2 separate regions of the Sus scrofa genome follow, and region 2 is linked to region 1. Evidence: chromatin contacts called from public HiChIP or PLAC-seq data. All regions are on one chromosome and are shown on one strand. The core of a region is the stretch at or near the end of the contact, and the rest is flanking DNA. Distances in the headings are between cores, read along the strand shown.

Region 1 (2,779 bases), core at 179-2,678:
TTTAATTATTATTCTGTTTTACATAGTTTACATTATACCTTGTTTGTAAAATTCTTTTTAGTAAGTAGAAACTATATAACCTTAAAATGCACACAGAAACTTTTGGCTCAAAGTAATGAACTGTATAAATTGCATATTGCTTAATTCAATCTAAATTTTAGGAACTCTTTTCTTCTAATATAATAGCAACTAATATTTTTTAAGAATTTACAATGTGCCAGGGCATTGTGCTAATCAGTGTACTGTGAATTATCTAGTAAAATCCTATGATATAGGTACTATAACCACTCCCACTTCACCGAAGTTTAAAGAAATGAAAAATCTGCCACGTCCTGAAGCCATTCTATTAGGGCTCAAGTCTTGCTTTTTGTCCTTGCAACCCAGCTGGACCAAGTCTCCTACCAAGTCCGCCCTCAGGGCAGGTGTAGCCCACCTCTGATTCTGGTCCCCTGCAGCGCCTAGTTTCCCAGATCTTCGCACCTCAACAAAGTCCCCCACCCCCACCCAGACAACCGCAGGAGGGCCCTGTCATCTCAAGCCTTGGTTCCCGTGAAGGGCATGGTCCCTTTAGATCCTGGTTTCCTATCAGGACCACAACTCCTCAGGGTGACGATCCCAGCAGAGCCCCGGTGCATCAGGCCGTCGTCCTCCAGAGTCTTCAGGCCCTGCTTTTCCAGCACAGGTGCGGTTCTTGTACTTCAGCAGTATCCCTCAGCAAATTTTCGCTGAGACTTCTTCATAAAAGGTCCCATCCCAACATAATTAATTAATACATTTCCCTTCTCCTATTTTTTTCTCATAATCGTGCTTTTTCCCCAAGTGTCCTCTTATTCACTCCCTTCAACTTCCCCTACTAACCAGTAGCCCAGTTTCAGGTCGAGGAGCGCCCCCAAAACTTACCCAACGCCCTCTCTCCAAGGAGCCGCACTCTCAAACCGCTCCGTGCTTTACCTCTCACCTACGTTCAGGCTGTCGCATCTAAACGCTCCTCCCCTTCGCCCGCCCTGAAAAAGCCTTTCGGCCAGTCGACGCGCGAAGCTCCGCCCCCTTCAGGTTTATTGGTCACCGTTCCTACAAAGTCCCGCCTCCCAGCTTCCAGCCCGCCTCCCTGCCCTGCAGCCCTTGTTTTCATTCCTCCTGTCACACCGAGGCAGTGCAAACCCGAGGTGGGAGGAGTGGAGAAGGGGGTGGGGGTGCGGAAAGAGGGCGGAAAGTGAAAGGCACGGAGCGCCTCTCTTTCCTCCGTCTGACTCGGTTCTCGACTGCTCCGGGCCGCTGTTGTATTGTGGGATCGCGGCGCCGTGCCTGAGACGCTCGGATCCGCAGGGGCGCCCACTTGCTAGCGCCTCCTGTCGCCTGTAAGATTGCCCTGCTATTCCTCGGCACCCCAACTCCCCCCACCCCTCCATCGCCTCCTCCTCCTCCATCTCCAGTTCAAATGGCGGCGGCGGCGGCAGCGGCGGCGGCGATGGCTCCTCCGGGCTGCCCGGGTTCGTGCCCCAACTTCGCCGTAGTCTGCTCTTTCTTGGAGCGCTACGGGCCGCTGCTCGACCTGCCCGAGTTGCCGTTCCCCGAGCTGGAGCGGGTGCTGCAAGCTCCTTCGCCGGACGTCGGCAACGGAGAAGGTAAGCGAGGGGCCCGAAAGCCCGGCGGGAAGCGGCCCTGGCACACTCCTTCTCTTCGTTCTTCGCCGACACCCCGGGCCTCCGCGGCTCTGTCCTCCGGCGGGGGCGCAGTTCCGCCTGGCCAGTCTTCTCCGCCCAGCCCGGGGGGTCTTGGGCAGTGGGGAGGCGGGGCGGAGGCCCCTAGGGCCACTCCGCCCGGCGCCCAGGGACGGTGGGGGCTTGGCGGGTCAGGTCTGGGCTGGGGGCGGGGAAGGGTCATTGTGCTGGTCGGTCGCCCCTGGGACTGGTATCCCGCGGCGGGGGCCGGCCCCCACCCCTACTCCTTCTCGGTGGCGGGGGAAGGCGAGGGCAGGTTCCGGCCAGCTTTGCGCTTTCTCCTCCACCCCTCCCTCACTCCCTCCCCTCCTCCCACATCCTCCGACCATCTCGGGGGAGGCTGGGCTCATCTTCTCGGGGCGCCCCTTTCTCTCCCTCACCTGGGTGGGCGGGGCCAGCGGACACTTCATCTCTCCCTCCTCTAGTGGGAACTCCCCGAGAGAGTCGGCTTGGTCTCTCTTCCCTTCTCCTCCAGGGCCGGTTTAACCCCTGAAACTCCTGTCGGAGGTTTGCTCCTCCTCCTGATGAGGGGGTCCTTCTCCATTCTTGTTTTGGAGGGGGAGGTGAAGTCGGTTCAGCTTCTCCACTTTGGAGGGTAGAGGGTTAATCCCCCCCCCATAGTTTTCCTCCTCCTCCCCACCTTCCCACAAATAATAGAAAAGCATCTCCCGACTTTTCCAGTCCTTCCCCCTTCGTCTTGGCAGTAGGGCTTAGGGGAAGAAGAAGTCGCCCTCTCATTTGCAGGGTGGGGTGGAGTGGTTAGTGTGTAGGCTGGAGGAGGGGCTCAGACGGAGGGGAAAACAGTTGAAGAAGGTGCTTGTTGCTCATGTTTCTCTCTCTGGTGCCGCTGGTCTATTATTGGTGTTCGCAAGTGGTGCTCCTTCCACATAAGGCCACCGCGCGGTGCAGGGCGCATGCTCTGCCCGGCCCCATTGAAACTTCCTGCTGCTGCTGCTGCTGCTGCTGCTGCTGGGTCTCTCGCTGGAGCATCTCCGCGCAGCGCCTGCTGCCTGCAACCCTCACTGAGCGCTTACACGTATTCCCTGTTTATTCTCGAT
Region 2 (2,779 bases), core at 207-2,706, 150 kb before region 1:
CCAAGGTAGAGTCTACTGCAAGGGTTTCTGGGAAGTTGACAGGATATACTACGGTCTGGTGCCCCCACCCGCTTCTCTGACAACTGAGGAATCTTTCTGAGCATGTGTAGTCTGGGAGCTTTCATTCACTTCAAGAATGAGAAATATATGGTCTCTTGTGTTTTGTTTTTATTTGGCCACACCCATGGCATGTGGGAGTTTCCAGGACAGGGACTGAACCCAAGCCATAGCAGTGACAACAGAGGATCCTTAACCACTAGGCCACCAGGGAACTCCATGAGGTCTCTTTATCTTTTATCCAAGAAGGAGTCCTTGCTCCTGCCATATATATATATATATTTCTTTTTACAGCTGCGCCTGTGGCATATGGAAGTTCCCAGGCTAAGGGTCTAATGGGAACTGCAGCTGTGCTCTATGTCACAGCCACAGCAACACTGGATCTGAACTGCACCTGCACCTAAGCCGCAGCTTGAAGTAATTCTGGATCCTTAACCCACTGAGTGAGGTCTGGGATTGAACCTGCATCCTCACAGAGAAAAGGGTGAGTCCTTAACCTGCTGAGCCACAATGGGAGCTACTCTTATCATAATTCTTATCTTGAAGTATTTGTCCGCAGGGGACAGATTCCAGTTGCTCAGCCTGGACCCCATCTATCTCCAGCCTCACAGGAACAAAGGAAGGGCAGTCAAGACAGTTCAGTCATAAAAAAGTCCTAGTTCCTCTTCATGGGACATACCTAACAACCTGACACAAATCTTTTGAGTTTTGTAGTTAGTGCCCCACCCAGGTGGAGGACAGAATATTGATGTTGACCCTCTTAAGTCAACTAAAGCTTGAACTCTGTAGACCTTCGCCCCAATTCTGTGCTGAATTCTCCTCTGCTCAAGTGCCTTCATGAGTATGAATGTGCACGCTCCTTAGCTTAAGACTTCCTCAGTTTTGCTATTCAAAGAGACACCACTTTGGTAAAGATCCCTGGCATTCTTATTTGCTCCAAGTAATAAATCCTTCCTTCTTCCCCTCTTCGGCTCGGCTGTATCTTCTGGCTCCACACCCACCAAGGGGCGAACCCAGTTTTCGAGTAACAGCTTGACCAATAGGAGTGCAAGGGACACACAGACAGCCGACAGTGTCAACAGCAAAGGCTGATGGGAAGGTCAGCTTGCCCTCGCTCCCTCAATTCCAGAGGCAACAGCTTAAAGCAGCTCCAGGTTTTGCCTCTACCTCAAGATAGCTCCGCCTCTGCCCTTTCACCCTGTAGTACTTCCTCCCCCGTCTCCCTCCCTCCGCGGCGGTCCCGCCAGTCTCTCCGACGCCGAGACCGACCGCATGCCCCAGGACGCTCCCATTGGCTCCTCCAGGCAGAAGCCCCGCCCCCACGCTGCTATCTCGCTCTCCTTCCTCGGCGAACGCGGCGTAGGCGGCCGAATACAGCCTGGCCAAGGCAGAGCAGTAGAGCAGCAGGAAGCGGCCTCTCTTTCCGGGAACCCCACTGCCTTGTGGGATCGTGGCTGGTTCCTCCGGTCTGGGCCGGTTTTCCCGAATTCCTCCGCCCCGCCTCCTCGTCTGTACGGAAGCTGAGAGGGTCCGTGGGCAGCCATGGCGGCGCACCTGAAGAAGCGGGTGTACGAGGAATTCACTAAGGTGGTTCAGGTAAGCCCTGGAGGGAAAAGTCCCGGAACCCATTTGGGGTAGAGGAAGATTATCCGCGCCCCAGGCACTTTGCCAGAACGAGCGCCACAAAGCTGGGCTGAGTGCGGACTGCTTTGATAGACTGGACTACACTTTAGTGGGCGTGTTCGTTCGCCTCTGCTGCTTGTCATTATTAACATGTGCAGTCTGACACTACAGAAAATTTACAGTTTACAAAAATATATTATTCGTAATCTAATTTTATTCGTAGTACATCAGCATCTTCATTTTACAAATGAGGACTTTGAGGCTTCTGGAGGGGTGCGTGGACACAGCCAATTAGTGGCAGATTCTCTCCCGACTCCCGTTACAAAAAAAAAAAAAAAGCGCGCCTAAGGACAAGGTAGCTGTATGCGAAACTCCAAGAGATTGGAAGAGGAGTTTAAAGTCCTCGAGACTCAGATCAGGCGAGGGTCACAGGCTTTATAGGGATAGAACTTTCTGTTGATGGAACAGTTCATCAAGGAAGGAGGGCAATACCTTTTTCGTTTGGAGTTGTTCACGGACTGGTGGGCCAAGCCCCTGTCAGCAGCCAGTGATTCTCCGTGTATTTCCTCATTGATATTCCTAAAGTAGAGTTCGATATCAAGTCATACCTCATGTTGTGCTTCTCAGGCTTTGTGTATACAAATCACCTGGGGGTCTTGTTAAACTGTAGATTCTACTCACTAAGTAAATCGGGCGGGAGAGGTGAGGCAATAATCTGAATTTCTGACGAGCCCCCAATTGATGCATCCTTAGAGGCATAAGCTTGTAGAGTAGCAAGATTTAGACCATGCAGCAAGACACTGATCCTTAAGCATTTAATTTTTTCCTTTAGCAAAAGTTTATTGAGTAAAAGAGTTGTTATTGTGAGAGTTCCCGTTGTGGCTCGGCAGAAACGAACCCAACTAGCATCCATGAGACGCAGGTTCCATCCCTGACCTCGCCCAGTGGGTTAAGTAAGGATCCCGCGTTGCCATGAGCTGTGGTGTAGGTCGCAGATGTTGCTAGGATCCTGCATTGGTGCATAGGCCTGCAGCTCTGGTTTGACCCCTAGCCTGGGAACCTCCATGTGCTGCAGGTGCAGCCCTAAAAAAAAAAAAAA

Evidence for each region. HiChIP or PLAC-seq counts read pairs in DNA pulled down with a chosen protein or histone mark.
Region 2: a contact with region 1 is called in an H3K27ac HiChIP or PLAC-seq map of alveolar macrophages. The contact joins the promoter of INTS4 here to the promoter of RSF1 in region 1. A contact is called at or near these places in 2 of 2 datasets of contacts at active chromatin or transcription factors (alveolar macrophages and skeletal muscle).

The regions. Positions count from the first base shown.
Region 1 is chr9:12,276,769-12,279,547 of Sscrofa11.1, reverse strand. It overlaps RSF1 (remodeling and spacing factor 1), which reads left to right and starts at 1,428. Exons shown (of 20, transcript NM_001142834.2): 1 at 1,428-1,437; 2 at 1,440-1,625. The coding sequence starts at 1,440. It overlaps AAMDC (mth938 domain-containing protein), which reads right to left and starts at 1,021. Exons shown (of 4, transcript XM_005667169.3): 1 at 901-1,021.
Region 2 is chr9:12,430,947-12,433,725 of Sscrofa11.1, reverse strand. INTS4 (integrator complex subunit 4) reads left to right here and starts at 1,456. Exons shown (of 23, transcript XM_021062562.1): 1 at 1,456-1,653. The coding sequence starts at 1,600.